Regions from separate parts of the Mus musculus genome. Here all the other regions are linked to region 2. Evidence: chromatin contacts called from public Hi-C, promoter capture Hi-C and targeted proximity ligation data. All regions are on one chromosome and are shown on one strand. The core of a region is the stretch at or near the end of the contact, and the rest is flanking DNA. Distances in the headings are between cores, read along the strand shown. Region 1 holds the start of Acta2 (actin, alpha 2, smooth muscle, aorta). Region 2 holds the start of Pten (phosphatase and tensin homolog). Region 3 holds the start of Cstf2t (cleavage stimulation factor, 3' pre-RNA subunit 2, tau). Region 4 holds the start of Stambpl1 (STAM binding protein like 1). Region 5 holds the start of Ifit1 (interferon-induced protein with tetratricopeptide repeats 1).

Region 1 (2,700 bases), core at 162-2,661, 1.5 Mb before region 2:
TTGCCAGCTCGTGAAGTGACCAAGACAACACTCTAACACTCCTGAAGCAAGACATCAACACAGAGATCCGTGCCTGGGACTAAAGTAAAAACCAAAACCAAAACCAAAGCAAAACATGGAATTTTGCTTTACACGATGCCTATGATAAGGACCCATTGGATTAATCATAAATGTCCTACTCTGTCTTATACTATGCGATCTCTGTATTTGAGCAGACAATGTATTTCTTAGTCGATAGAAACCAGATACAGAGTAGAAAACTCTTGAGCAACACAAAGAAACCACATCATTGTTTAGCAACTATTAGATTCTCCTAAGAGTCACCAGTGTAATTTCTCAAAGAAAACTATGCATGCGCTCAGGTGGACACCATAAAACAAGTGCATGAGCCGTGGGAGCGTGAGTGGACAGCTGCTGCCATTCACCCTGGGGTTTCCCTAACATGTGCACAGTTCAGAAGCACTCCCAGAATCCATCCAAAATATCTCTATCGTGAATGGAATCAGAACCTTGGCTTGCAGGAGGAAAGTACAGAAATGTAAAGTCACTGACTGTCCATCAAAGCCAACGATCTGATGCCTTTGAAGAATGATAGGGTCACTTGAGGTCACTTGATCTCTGTTTCTGTCCAGTGGGCTCATAGTCATGGAGGAGAGTGAGCAGGCTTCATTTCAACATTTCAAATTTCTTTTACAAAGTTTTTTTTTTTTATTTTTTTATGACAGGGTGACTGGTGATCTCTGTGGGCAAAGGATGGTCCTTAATCATGCTGTTAAGGGTCAGTAAAAAGCCAGCAACATGCGGAATGTTAAGGGTTAAAGCAGTTACAGTGATTCTGACTTCTAAGTTACTCTTTGGGCAACACAGGCTGGTTAATCCTCACTACATACTTCAGTTCCTGGTTTCATTACTACAACACAAAGACACAATGTATAAGTACAATGTAGCTTCCATAAAAACATGACTCCTCTGCATATTTATGGGTGACTCGAAGCATCTTTTGATCTAGGCTACCTTTTGCAACAGTGTTGCTTAAAAATCGCAGCTAGTCAGAGACAGGCCCTTCCTTATCCAAGTCCTCAGCTAATGGCCCAAAAGACTAGCCAGACAGGGGCTGGCATCTTCTGAGGAATGTGCAAACCGTGCCTGCGTCTGTCCCATGACACTAGCCCAGTGTCTGGGCATTTGAGCAGTTGTTCTGAGGGCTTAGGATGTTTATCCCCATAAGCAGCTGAGCTGCCTCCTGTTTCGGGAGCAGAACAGAGGAATGCAGTGGAAGAGACCCAGGCCTCTGGCCACCCAGATTAGAGAGTTTTGTGCTGAGGTCCCTATATGGTTGTGTTAGAGTGAACGGCCAGCTTCAGCCCGTCTTTGCTCCTTGTTTGGGAAGCGAGTGGGAGGGGATCAGAGCAAGGGGCTATATAACCCTTCAGCGTTCAGCCTCCCGGGACACCACCCACCCAGAGTGGAGAAGCCCAGCCAGTCGCTGTCAGGGTAAGTAGCCCCAGCCCAGGGATATGACTTCGAGTTTTCCCAGGCTCTTTTATCATCCAATGTAGCCAGACATTGTCTGTGGGAATCTGAATGACTCACGTGTTTTGAATTTTTGAATAAAGATTTATACTGTTAAAATGATTGTAGCTTTTTAGCTTGCATGATTTTACATCCGAATAGGGCTGATTTACTGGAAACAACGCTTGATTTACTGGAAAAGGAAATGGATAGAAAATTAAAGTTTGTTCATGTGTGTCATCTGCAAAACCTGTTTACACTAAACCAACTGCTCTGATCCCGCAGCGTACTGTAGGGGTGGAGTCTAGCTGTATGTGGTAAATTATACGTTTGTTTCTACTTAGGCAAAAGTTGGAAACTTTTGGATGTATCATGATGTAGCATGAGGTATTTAGTGCAGCTGAGGTAACTGGAAGTGAATATCAGGAATGAACTGAGGTAGTTGCCTGCTCTCTGATGTTGGCTGAGTGGACGCATTGCTTCTGGGTTTCCGGGGCTCTAAGAGCTGGTGTCCTATGCTGGAAATGTGTATCTTGTGAGTGTGTTGGTGCCCTTACAAGTCAGACCTATGCCATTGGTCATTTGCAGCATAGCATAGCTTTTCTACTTTCTGCAAAGAAAGGAGGAAGTGTCTCATCCAGGGGAGATCTGATTTGCATTTCTCTGCCTCACGTGTCCCTCAGCCGCTTAAGTATCTGTGGAACCAGCCTTGCCACCCCACATTGTAACTCAGGGCTCGGTAGCTTCATCAGGGAATGGAGTTTTCTCGATAAGATTTTCCTCCTGTTTTGTGATTCATGACTAAATATGGTTTGCATTTGAGACTCATAAGCTGGGAAGGGTACTGTCCTTTCCTCCCCTCCCCCCTCCCCCCAACAATTCATTTTTGGCACCAGATGAGCTCCACTGGGCTGCACCAAACTCCCCGCCCCGGTGCAGTTCCAAAAGCAGAGGCTGGAGCCCAGTGTGTTTTACCTAATTAGGAAATGCTCCCCGCTTCAAACCGAGCTGCTCATTCAGGTTAGATAAGAGTTGCAAACCACAGCGGCTGCGTCCTCTGGAAACACACAGACTTCTTCTCCAGTGACAACGCTCCTTTCAGAGCTTAATAAGACAATTTTTTCCTGGATATTTTTGATGAAATAGAAATACATCTTTACGGAATTTGACAGTATTTTTTCCTGCATT
Region 2 (2,773 bases), core at 49-2,548:
AAAGCGTCTATTTTTTTTTTTTTTTTTAGTTCATTTAGAAGGCTGGATTGACGAGCTCGCTAATCCAGTGTACAGTACTCTGTATTACCGGACAATAGATTTTAAGAAGAGACCACAGAGCTCGACAAGAAAACAATCCGTGCCTTGACACTTGCAAGGAGGCATGAGTTCCGTCTAGCCGAACACTCCCTAGGTTGAATACACTGGAAGAGACACAATATGCACGATCTAGAAATGCGCCCAGAATTAAACGTTATAGTCACCCCAACTACAGAAATTTTTCGCATCCGTCTACTCCCACGTTATCAGAGTGACAGAAAAGCAAAGAGGAACAGCCGCAGAAATGGATACAGGTCAAGTCTAAGTCGAATCCATCCTCTTGATATCTCCTTTTGTTTCTGCTAACGATCTCTTTGATGATGGCTGTCATGTCTGGGAGCCTGTGGCTGAAGAAAAAGGAGGAGAGAGATGGCAGAAGCTGCTGGTGGCGAGGCTTCTTCTGCAGGATGGAAATGGCTCTGGACTTGGCGGTCGCTGATGCCCCTCGCTCTGCTGCCGCTTGGCCCTGGACCGCAGCCGGGTAATGGCTGCTGCGGCGGCTGCTGGATGGTTGCAGAGACTGGGCCTGCTTCTCCTCAGCAGCCAGAGGCCTGGCAGCCGAGGCAGCGGAATGGGGAGAAGACGGATAATCCTCGCAGCGGCTGCCTCCTCCGGCGGCCTCCGGAGCCCGGGCCAGGGGGGGTGCGGCGGCGGCGGACGGGAGGCTTAACACCGGCCCGGGTCCCTGGACGTGCCGCCGCCGCCGCCGCCGTGTTGGAGGCAGGAGAAGGGGAGAGAGCAACTCTCCGGCGTTCCCAGCCCTGGCAATGGTGACAGGCGACTCCGACCCCCTCCCCGGAGCCGCGGCCGCCGCCGCCGCTTCTCCCCCCCGCTCCAGGAGCGGGAGGTGCAGCCGCCGAGCCTGCGCCGGCTCCCGCTCGAGCCCACGGCTTCTTCCACCGTCTCTCTCCGAAGCTGCTCAGAAGCTGCCCGGTTAGAACAGACGACGAGGAGGCGAGGCCCGCCGCCGCTGCCGCCGCCGCCGCCCGGCCGGCTCCCCGAGGGCGCTGCCCCCGCGGCTGCTCACAGGCGCTGAGAGGGGCTCTGGGCCGTGGCCGCCGCCGTCTCTCATCTCCCTCGCCTGCGCCGGGCCTGGCCTCACAGCGGCTCAACTCTCAAACTTCCATCATGGCTGCAGCTTCCGAGAGGAGAGAGCTGAGCGCAGCCGCGTCCCGACGCCCAAGCGCGTATCCTGCCGCAGTGCACAAAGAGTCCCGCCACATCACCGTGCGCCGGCCAGCCCGCCCCCTCCGCCGCCCCGCCGGGAGAGCAGGGCGCCTCGGAAAGCCGGAGGGGAGGCGGGAGGCGGGCGGGAGGCGGGCGCTGAGCCGGGGACGGGGCGGGGCGGGGCGGGGCGTCGGAAGGGACAGGGGCGGGGAACGCCGCGGAGCATGCCCAGTGTGTCCGCGGCTCGCTCCCGGAGCTACGCCGGCTTTGGCCTCAGCGCAGAGAGACCCGGCAAAGGTACAACAGGCTGGGGCCGAGTGAGGGTGCGCTGAGCACAATCGCTGACCGCTCACAGGTGGATCGCACTAGCTGACCGCCTTGGTCGGTGCTCCGGGAGCCTCAGGGGCAGGATTATCCTTCCTGCGTCTGTCCCTGCGTTTCTTCGGAACGGCTTTCATTCCCTGCCCTGCGCTGTGGTCAGATTGCAGTGCTTCGCTAGGATTTGTCGGCGACAGTCTTTACCTAGATAACACACCTCTCCCCCTCACGGTGTCCTCAAGGTGTCAGTCTTTGCACAAAGAACAACCCCTATTGTGTCTCCCGCGTGGGTCACCTCATCGGGCTCCGGTTCCCTGCCCCGCCTCTTGCTTCCCAGGCAGCTGGGTTCATTTGCCCGAAAGATGAACGCTCCCAGCCAAGCATGATGATTGTGCATACGGGGCGTGTACATTCACATCTCCCCTGAGTTTCCAGGGCCCAAAGGACACCCCTGGTTGGACAAAGTGGGTCTCCGTGAATAGAGTGCACCTCACACACACCCCTCCACCGCCCGGTGATGAGACCCGCAGCTCCCCGCAGCGGTGGGTCTACCGGATCACAGCCAAGCTCAGTCTTCAAAGAGCTAAGCCCCCACCCCCAATCCCCACTTCGTGGCCGCTATGAAAACCCGGCAGAATTGGATCGCGATGGCCAGGTTCTGACCCTGTCGGACCTTGCATGTTCGAGGACCCGGTTACTGAGCCCGGGTGTGGAGTATGGGACGTTCGGAAGCTGCAGCCAGCGAGTGGGCGGGGCGAGCAGGCCTGGGAGGGCTCAAAGGCGAGGTGGAAGGATACATGAGCCGCGGTCGGAACTACTTTCAGGAGGAGGTCACGTGTGGTCCTAGTTGGGGAACTTTCCAAATTCCCATTCCCCTATCTGTGTGCTCCTGGGGCAGGAGCTTGGTCCCCTCTGCTCTATTAGGTGATCGCCCCCGCCTCCTTCTCCCGTGTGGTCTGCTGGACCCCTCTCTTGCCGGATCGGAGCAGAGAATAGCATCCACGAGCCGTCCGCAGGAGCGCTGTCGGGGCCGAGCGCCTGGGGAGCTGGTTACACAAGCAGCCACATCCAAGCACGTGCCCCCGCCACCCCTCTCTGCTGGCCGCCGCCGGTTTGTGCACGCTGACGCGGAGAGTCCCCAAGCTGTTCCTCCCTTTCGCTTGTAACCCATAGAGCTAGCCAGAAGGCC
Region 3 (2,700 bases), core at 149-2,648, 1.7 Mb after region 2:
TCCTCTCATATCATGTGAGGCAGGGCCACGGTTGTCATGACCATGATGCATTGGAGGACCCTGATGGGGTGGTCCCATATAGCCCCTGGGCTCTACTTCTCCAGTCACTGAGAGCAAAGTCCCTCCACGTGGGTCATTTGGAGCATCTCCCAGTAGTCCTCGAGGAGGTATGCCACCAGAAGGCATGGGTCCACGAGGCATCGGAGGTCTAGGATCTGATATCTGCATCTGTCCTCGCTCCAGGGGCACTGGACCAACCACTGGCATGCCAACTTGTGGCTGCATTGCTCCTCCTGGAGTTAAGGAACCAGGTCCAGGTCCAGGAACTGCAGCTGGTATTGGCCCCGGAGCTGGAATTCCTCCCTGGATAGAGGTCTGCATCAGAGGTGGAATGTCCTTCACAGGTCTTCTTGGCAGATGCTGAGGCTGAGGGGCAGGAGGATTCTGTTGGTTCAACATGACGTTAGGTCCCGGGCAGAGGCCAGGGGCAGGGCCGGGGCCAGGGCCGCCAGGCCCACTAGGCCCAGGCCCACCAGGGCCAGGCCCAGAGACCGGCTGAGATTTGCCTGGGATCAGTGGTGTGACATGTATCTTACGATGCAAAATTTTCAGTGCAATCTCTGGATCCATGATTCTCATCACCACTTGTGCCTGCAGCAAAGCATACGCCAACTGTGGGTTCTGAAGTAGCATGTTTCGAGCTTCCTGGTGACTGTTCTGGACACACAACTTCATCTGCTTCATGAGCTCAAACATCTGCTCTGGGGGCAAGCTGGCGACTGCTCTAGTAATCGATTCTGGAGCATCTTCTGGGTCGATAGGGTCCCCATAGGGGGAGTCAATGATGGGGGCCGCCGGGCCTAAGCTCTTTAACTCCTCCTTGTTCTTTTCGCTGGCGGCATTGTCCACCCGAAGCGCTCTCCCACTAAACTCTCGCCCATTGAGGTTTCGCATGGCACTGAGCGCAGTCTCCTGGTCTTGGTACTCGCAGAAGCCATAACCCTTGGGCTTCCCAGTCTCTCTATCGTAGACGAGACGGAAACTGACAACTGAACCAACCTCTGAGAAAATGTCCTTTAACTGCTCCTCCGTCGCCTCATACGGAATGTTCCCCACGAACACCGAACGCAGCGATCGATCCATGGCTGGGTCTCTGACCGCCAAACTCGACATGATTGCTGCCGAGAGGACAGCGGAGATTGAATTCGTCTAAGGGTCGTCCTCTGGCGAACCACACTTCCGCTCTGTAACGGAAGCAGATAGCAAGCTCCGGACAGAAACCTTTCTGTTAGGAATCTGTAGTTCCGTTAGGCCGCAGACACTGCTTCCTGAGACCGGACTAATTTATCTAACGCCTTCCGCCCCGGGCCGTGAGCTCGGTTGTCCGCGCCTACTTACTGACAACAGGATTCCGTTCCATGGTCCTATTGGTCGAGTTTTCCCGGCGTCCCGCCCCCGCTTCCTGCGGGCACAGGATGCACTACGACTGACCTCATTAAAAATGGCCGATCGGGCTTCCATGGGGTAACCGGCAGCGTCTGTGTTTCCACACACTCGGGGCTGTTTTCATTGCGTTCCACCGGCGGGAAACCGCAAGCCGGAAGCTGATTTAAGGCTTAATGTGTTTTCACAGCTTTCGTTTAGTGTAGGATAATAGAAATATTTAAAATTATATCCAATATTATGAGGTAAAAATATTGTTATTTATCCCTTAAAATAGCTTAACAACATTAAACATAATTATCGCAAAGATAAAATAGCGCTTCTGTCAGCCGCAGCCCCGCCCCCAAGCTATGGCTTGTTCAAACTGTTACCAAGTCCAGGGTCTTCCCTGGTATCTTCTGTGTGCGCAGGTTGTTGTGTGATCATTTCTCTCTCCCCTTACAAATTTTAATTGACATCAATGCTAAAGTGGAATTAACTAAAAAGTATGACTGCAGAGTCTGGATTAATCGACTAAACTTTTATTGTACACATATAAGTAGTTGTGATTTTATTTATTATTTAGAGACAAGGTCTCTATGTAGTCCTATCCTGGAGCGCAGGCTGACCTCCAGCTCCCAGAATCCTCCGCTGGGCTTAAAGGTGTGCACCACCACCGCCCACTTCTCTTGCCAGTTTTGTACTTTAAATACTGCCATTTTATTTTAAATGACCAAACATAATTTTCACTGTTTTAACTTGGAAAAAAATTCAAAAAATATCATGGTTTATATTTTGTTTTGTTCTTGGTTTTGTTTTTGTTTTTTGAGACAGAGTTTGTCTGTGTAGCCCTGGCTGCCCTAGAACTTAGTCTGTAGATGAGGCTGGCGTTGAACTCAAGAGATCCACCTACCTCTGCCTTCCAAGTGCTGGGCTTAAAGGAGTGGGCCACTACACCCAGATATGTGTTATGTTAATGTAGATGGTATATTTTTACATTCAGTTGTCAATTAATTCAATAAATTAAGTTATCAGGTATACTAAAACAAATTTTGTTATTTTAATACAGGGCCCTTCTACAGCCCAGGTTGGCCTGAAAAATTCACTGTGTATGTAGTTTAAGCTGTCTTCAAATTTGCAATCCTCCTGCTTCTCCCAGTGTATGCTGGGATTAGAGGCAAGCACCACAAGCCTTATCTTTACCTGATGGTCAAAGAAAACACAGTAACCAACAAACAAAGCAACACGTGGGGCCTATGAGATACTTAAAGGTTTTAA
Region 4 (2,772 bases), core at 86-2,585, 1.4 Mb before region 2:
TACAGAGTACATTTATAAAAATCAAATTAGCGTCTGTCAGAAATACAAAAAAACTGCCCATGGAAACGGGTCTGGAAACAAGTACTACTTACAAATTGAAACCGGAAGTCAAACATTCAAGTGTTAATTTTTGTCTGCTCTCAGGAGTCGGTATTGACCTTGACAGAAGCTCAGATTAACCTTATTTCTGGAGACACTTTTGAAACTCAAGACTTCGTTTAATTTTCGTGGCTAGCAGGATGTCTGGAAAGCAGCGTGCTCACTAGGGCTTACTAGTGACCAAACACTCGTTTCGGGAAGACAGACAGGCCCCTCCCCCTCACACAACCTAGAGATTTTTTTTTCCCCAATCCTCTAAATTAGATTCTGTTTCTTGAATTACTCCTTCATTTTTTTTTTCTTTTTCTTTTACATTTCAATTAACCACAGCACTTCGGACTCTAGACTGTCAGCAGTTATTTCGACGAGTTCTGGAAAATTATGTTTTAATAGCATTGCATCTTTTTGCGCATTTCCCTTGAGGCTTCCAGCGAGCAATCAAGTTATTCCAGTAAGAGAATATGTCTCACGAGGCTAAAGGGCATCAATGCAACATCTAGAAAGTCCTTTCCTCCCCTTACCCTCTAGTATGAAGGTGCTTTTACCAGTTTCTCGCCCCTCCCTCCTTGACATCCCGCGCAGCCGACGTGGAGCCCCACGCAAAACCAGTGAGGTGGGCTCTTGGAATCCTGACATCATCTGCAAGGATGCATTCCAAGTATGAACCAGAAAAGCACGCGCAGCCGGGTCCAGGTCACCGCCCCAGGGCCAAGAGACCAGGAACCACAGCCTCCGCCTTCCTGGGCGAGAAGAAGCTAACCCTAGAGCGGGATAGGGGCGCGTGGGGGCGGGGACCGCAGGGCGACAGGAAGCCACTCGTCATCACCACTCACCTCGGGGCCAGCGGGCACACGTGTGGGGCCACTCACCAGCAGTCGTGCGCGTCCGGAGCTTGTGTGGGATGACGACTGCGACGACTGTCCCTGCGCGGGCCGCGTGGCTCGGGCATCCGTGTGGCCTCTGCAGCCCGGGCGGCAGCGGCTGCTCCGCAAGGCACCGGCGCTTGGTGACGGTGGCACCAGGCTGTGAGTCGCTCCCAGGCTGGTCTAGTCCGGGCCTCTGGGTTCTCTTTGCTCTTGGTCGGTCGAGCTCTGATGCCTTCCGTGGCTTGGACTCTCTCTTCTGTCTGGCGGGACAGCCCCAGCTCCCTTGCAAAACAACGCACAGGCCAATGGCCTCTGAATCTCTGCCGCAGCAACGTAGGGAATGAAATTGTCACAGCGATGGTCCGCCCCCTCCCCCTTCCCCGGCCCCTGGGTGCGGCCTCCGCCTCTGCCTCCGCCCCCTCTGTAGCCACAGCTTCCCACGTGCTGCAAAAAAACCTCTGGGGTGGCGGGTCCCTGCGGAGGGCCTATGGCCAGATGGAAATGGCTGCTTGTGATTTAACCCCCGGTCTACCTGCATACTCGTTGCCCTAGGTTGGACCACCTGGACAGCCCAGTGAATTATCAACTTGGCCTAGAAGCTGGGAAAATGGCTGGGCGACTCCAAAAACTGCAGAGCACGCAAGCTGTCATGAAGCTGAATTTGCCAATGTAATGGTTTAGCTATAGGATTACAGCTTATGTAGGAATCCCATTTTGAGATTTAACCGTGACTAAGCGCTGCCGCCGTGAAACACTCCCCCTCTCCCCACCTTCTTGAACTAGGAAAATACAAACGGTTAGCTCCTTACCATTACTATAGTGTCACCATTATAATGCAGTGTCTTTAATATGGCCATAGACCTGAGCCAGACACAGTGCACGCAACGATTCATATTCACTACAGTCCCGTATACAAAAGCTGCATCTTATATGTTTTCCATGAGTAAGACAGAGACAAGTAAAATTATTTATCTGCGAGTTTTAAATCAGCTGCGTAGTAGTGGAAGGCATGCTGTTAGCGTGGAGAGTGTGGAGGAAGGGGAGAAAGGATGAAGGGAGCTGGAAGAATCCATTCTGATTTGACATCCGTGCTAGCAAGTTTTATAGAAACTTGACACAAGATAGAGCCATCTGAGAAGAGAGAACCTGATTTGAGAAAATGCCTTCACAATATGGGGGGCCTTAGGCAAGCCTGTAGGGCGTCTTCTTAATTAGTAATTAGTGTGGGAGGGTACCAGCACATTGTGGGTGGTGCCACTCCTCGACAGGTGATCCTAGGTGCTGTAAGAAAGCCGAGCAAGCCAAGGGGAGCAAGTCAGTAAGCAGCACTCTAGGGGGCCAGGGGGGGTTTCTCTTTCTCCCCCAACTCCCCGCGATGGCTTCTACATCAGGCCCTGCTTCCAGATTCTAATCCTGCTTGAGTTTCTGCCTTGACATCCTTCAAGAATGGACTGCACTGTGGTAGTGAAATAAGCCCTTTCCTCCCTAAGTTGATTTTTGTCTTGCTGCTTTGTCACAGTGATTGAAACTCTTAAGTAAGAAGACCTCAAAAGCTGCTTCTTCGAGGGAGCAGTACCAACTCGCCAACATTTTAAGAACACTGTCACTGTTGATGAGCTGGGGGTTTCCAGCTTCGGTGGGAACCCAGCTCCAAGTGGAAGAAAACACTACAGTGGGGTGAGACACACTGGCTGTCTTGGTTGGTTTTTCCTTTGGAAACCAAACTTGCAACCCAGACTCTGCCACTTTCTGAGCTGTTTAATTCACCCTTGGTGCCACCCCTCCTTTTTTTTTAAGATTTATCTAT
Region 5 (2,700 bases), core at 146-2,645, 1.9 Mb before region 2:
ATGGGAAATAAAGATTTTGTCAGGACAGCTCAGAGGACTCTGAAAACTGGACAGCAGTAGCCCAGGAAGGTCTGCCTTGACTGGGAGGCTCACAAGGATCCTTCTGGGCTCTCTGTCTTGAGGTGGAGGTACATGCACCTATGCATAGCATCTGCTCTACCTTACCAAACTTCTTCTTACCTTCTGGACCAATTGACTTCAGAAGGGCAATAGGAGTAGGGGGCCCACAGGCTCAAGGGATCAGAGGTGACCTGATTCCCTAGGTCTCAGAGGTAGGCAGGAGAGCCTTTTTTCTTGTTAGTTATATGCTCTATTCCTCTGAACAGTTGCAAAACACAGATGTTCCATATCTCCATACTCAGGCTCAGGGTGTGATGTAGTGCCCCATGCACCATCTATTAAATCTGGAACCACTGGTTGGTGGTACTGTATCAATCACATTATCTTCCTGGTGATGTGTGGGGCCCTTGACTCAGGTATAGAACTTTTACCCACCATACCCTAAGCCTCAGTTGTGTGCCCACCGAGTCTCTGGGTCTCTACTTGCTCTACCTTATCAAACTTCCTGACATGGCTTTATATAACATATATTCATATATATTTATTCATATATATTTAGTTTCTTGGCCAAAAGGTTTTAATACCTCTTGTCAGAGAGAATAGAATTGACACATTTTTGTTTCTTAATCCTGGGGGGGGGGGGGGCGCGGGGAGGGAGGGAGGGAGAGAGGGAGGGAGGGAGAGAGAGAGAGAGAGAGAGAGGTGTTGCCCTGGCTATTTGTTTAGCCAGCCAGGGATGGGAATGAATGCGCCTGGAACAGAAAGCTTGAACAGCATTTCAAGAGGTCCATTGAGGGATAGGCTGGAAGATTCTGAGGACATGCTGGAACATTCTAAGGACTATGTCCTCAGAAGATCAGAAGGAGCATACTCTAACCTGCTGCTCACTTTTGGAGCACCAAGTGGGCACTGGTGGTCCTTTATTCCATTCCAGAGGGCCTGTTTGGTAATCATCTTTGTTTGTGAGCCGAGCATGCACTAAATTCTCTCCCAGGTACGTCCTACTACATGCTGTGAGACAGCCTTAAAAATCAAAACAAGCTTCCAGTCACACATCCAGCACCAGGCACACAGCTTAGTGGGGGCATTAAGCAAACTCCCTGGACCCTCAGGACAATTAGCATCCTTGTTCCCCATCAGCAGTAGAAAGAGAAGCTAGAGGCACACTCAGAAACAGCCACTAGCAAACGTCTGTGTCCTGGGTTCCCTCAGAGTGGAGAACAGGGAAATCCTTACCCCATGGTTGCTGTAAAGGTGGTAGCTGTTCTCTGGGTTTTCAGCAGAGCAGAACTCCTCAGAAACCTGCCTTGACTCTCTGCTCTCTTGCAGACTGTCACACCAACTGGAAGCTCAGGTTTTTTTTAAAGGGCTGGGTGAGCTAGGGGGTGTGCTCTTTTCAGTCAGCAGTGAGAAACTGAAACTGAGACTGGAAAGTGAAACTGAAGCCTGCAGTTTATCCAGGGAGACGCACTGTGGGGCACTGTGGGGTTTGCCCTACTGCATTCTCCACTGAAATCGATGAGGAGAAGGCTCTGAAACGGATACAGACATGTCGGATCCAGACTGCTGTCCAGAGAGAGAGAGTGAGACATCCCTGCCACCCAGAGACTCTTATCTGTTAGGTAGGGGCTGATGGAGGTGATACAGATAAAATGGAAAGCAGACTGGCATCTTCAGAAGCAGTGTTGTTCTTTCTTCCAAGCAACTGAAGGTCTGCAGTTCCTCCTTGGAAGTGAGACTTTCCCATGTGGCACTAGGGGGTCTTAGGATGGCAAAGGGAAAGTTTGGGACTGGAAGAGTGAGTTCTCATGCATTGTGGAAGTGGAAGAAGATACTAGCTGGTTTGTTGTGTGTCTATCCTTAGCATCTTCCACAGATGTCATTATTCACCTGCATTGACTGGTCCATAGCTTCCCAGCCTATCCGAAGCCTTAGGAATACAGTCTTTATAAACCAGGACAGTTTCCCATTGCCCAGAGAGCTGTAGAGCCATGCTTTGTGTTAACTTCTCCTGAGGTGACTCTAAAGGGTTCTTTCCACCAATCATAGTCATGTTAACAAGAACCAAACATGGAATCCCTAAAGGGTGATGGTTATTCAGAGCCTTGATGCTATCCCACTAATAGCAAGGCTACTAGATGGGTCAGTGGTTAAGAGCACTCACTGCTCTTCTAGAGGTCTTGAGTTCAGTTCCCAGCAACCACATGGTGGCTCACAAGTATCTGTAATAGGATTAAATGCCCTCTTCTGGTGTGTCTGAAGACAACTACAGTGTGTTCATACACGTAAAATAAATACCATTTTAAGGGCTAATAGCAATCTAGGGAACTACAGACAGTGGGGCTCACACTGTTTCAGGTTGAGGTCAAATACTTTAGTCTGTTGTCTTGGTTAACCTGTAATCTCAGCCTTTATTGCTGTCTAGTTCCTTATCCTGACCTTTGATGTCTAGGTCCTCAAATTCAGCTCATCCTTCTCACCTCCATATATTAAAAATATTGAAAGAAGTTAAACATCTAATCCCATCTCCTTGATATAGTGCTAGCCTCTCCTGAGAGTTATCTTTGACCAGGTAGGTACAGCCCTAACCCCCCCCCCCCATCAGCTGACACCAAGACAGGAGTTGGCCCTCTGGTCACT

What was found. Promoter capture Hi-C pulls out the DNA fragments that hold promoters and counts their contacts. A called contact is a pair of places that touch in the nucleus more often than the background predicts.
Region 1: a contact with region 2 is called in a targeted proximity ligation map of astrocytes, with 4 times the contacts expected there. A contact is called at or near these places in 6 of 39 promoter capture datasets (the 3T3-L1 cell line, hippocampal neurons, liver and 1 more), 1 of 130 datasets of targeted methods (astrocytes) and 1 of 9 other capture datasets (adipose tissue).
Region 3: a contact with region 2 is called in a Hi-C map of CD4 T cells, with 9 times the contacts expected there. A contact is called at or near these places in 1 of 484 Hi-C or Micro-C datasets (CD4 T cells) and 1 of 130 datasets of targeted methods (thymic regulatory T cells).
Region 4: a Hi-C map of B cells shows a contact between it and region 2, with 10 read pairs. A contact is called at or near these places in 9 of 39 promoter capture datasets (the 3T3-L1 cell line, the C10 cell line, the SN4741 cell line and 5 more), 2 of 484 Hi-C or Micro-C datasets (B cells and ventral hippocampal neurons), 7 of 130 datasets of targeted methods (astrocytes, extraembryonic endoderm stem cells, large pre-B cells and 4 more) and 2 of 9 other capture datasets (adipose tissue and liver).
Region 5: a promoter capture Hi-C map of liver shows a contact between it and region 2, with 2.5 times the contacts expected there. A contact is called at or near these places in 5 of 39 promoter capture datasets (the 3T3-L1 cell line, hippocampal neurons, liver and 1 more), 1 of 130 datasets of targeted methods (embryonic stem cells) and 1 of 9 other capture datasets (adipose tissue).

What each region holds. Positions count from the first base shown.
Region 1 is chr19:34,254,084-34,256,783 of GRCm38.p6, reverse strand. Acta2 (actin, alpha 2, smooth muscle, aorta) reads left to right here and starts at 1,411. Exons shown (of 9, transcript NM_007392.3): 1 at 1,411-1,494. Gm31355 (a long non-coding RNA gene) reads left to right here. Exons shown (of 4, transcript XR_386664.1): 4 at 1-148.
Region 2 is chr19:32,756,102-32,758,874 of GRCm38.p6, reverse strand. It overlaps Pten (phosphatase and tensin homolog), which reads right to left and starts at 1,298. Exons shown (of 9, transcript NM_008960.2): 1 at 352-1,298. The coding sequence starts at 430. It also overlaps the pseudogene Gm36566.
Region 3 is chr19:31,081,539-31,084,238 of GRCm38.p6, reverse strand. It overlaps Cstf2t (cleavage stimulation factor, 3' pre-RNA subunit 2, tau), which reads right to left and starts at 1,398. Exons shown (of 1, transcript NM_031249.2): 1 at 1-1,398. The coding sequence starts at 1,173. All of the region lies in intron 3 of Prkg1 (protein kinase, cGMP-dependent, type I), which reads left to right.
Region 4 is chr19:34,190,792-34,193,563 of GRCm38.p6, reverse strand. Stambpl1 (STAM binding protein like 1) reads right to left here and starts at 1,335. Exons shown (of 11, transcript NM_029682.5): 1 at 933-1,335.
Region 5 is chr19:34,639,584-34,642,283 of GRCm38.p6, reverse strand. Ifit1 (interferon-induced protein with tetratricopeptide repeats 1) reads right to left here and starts at 1,395. Exons shown (of 2, transcript NM_008331.3): 1 at 1,297-1,395. The coding sequence starts at 1,301. It also overlaps a transcript of Ifit1bl1 not described here and a transcript of Ifit1bl2 not described here.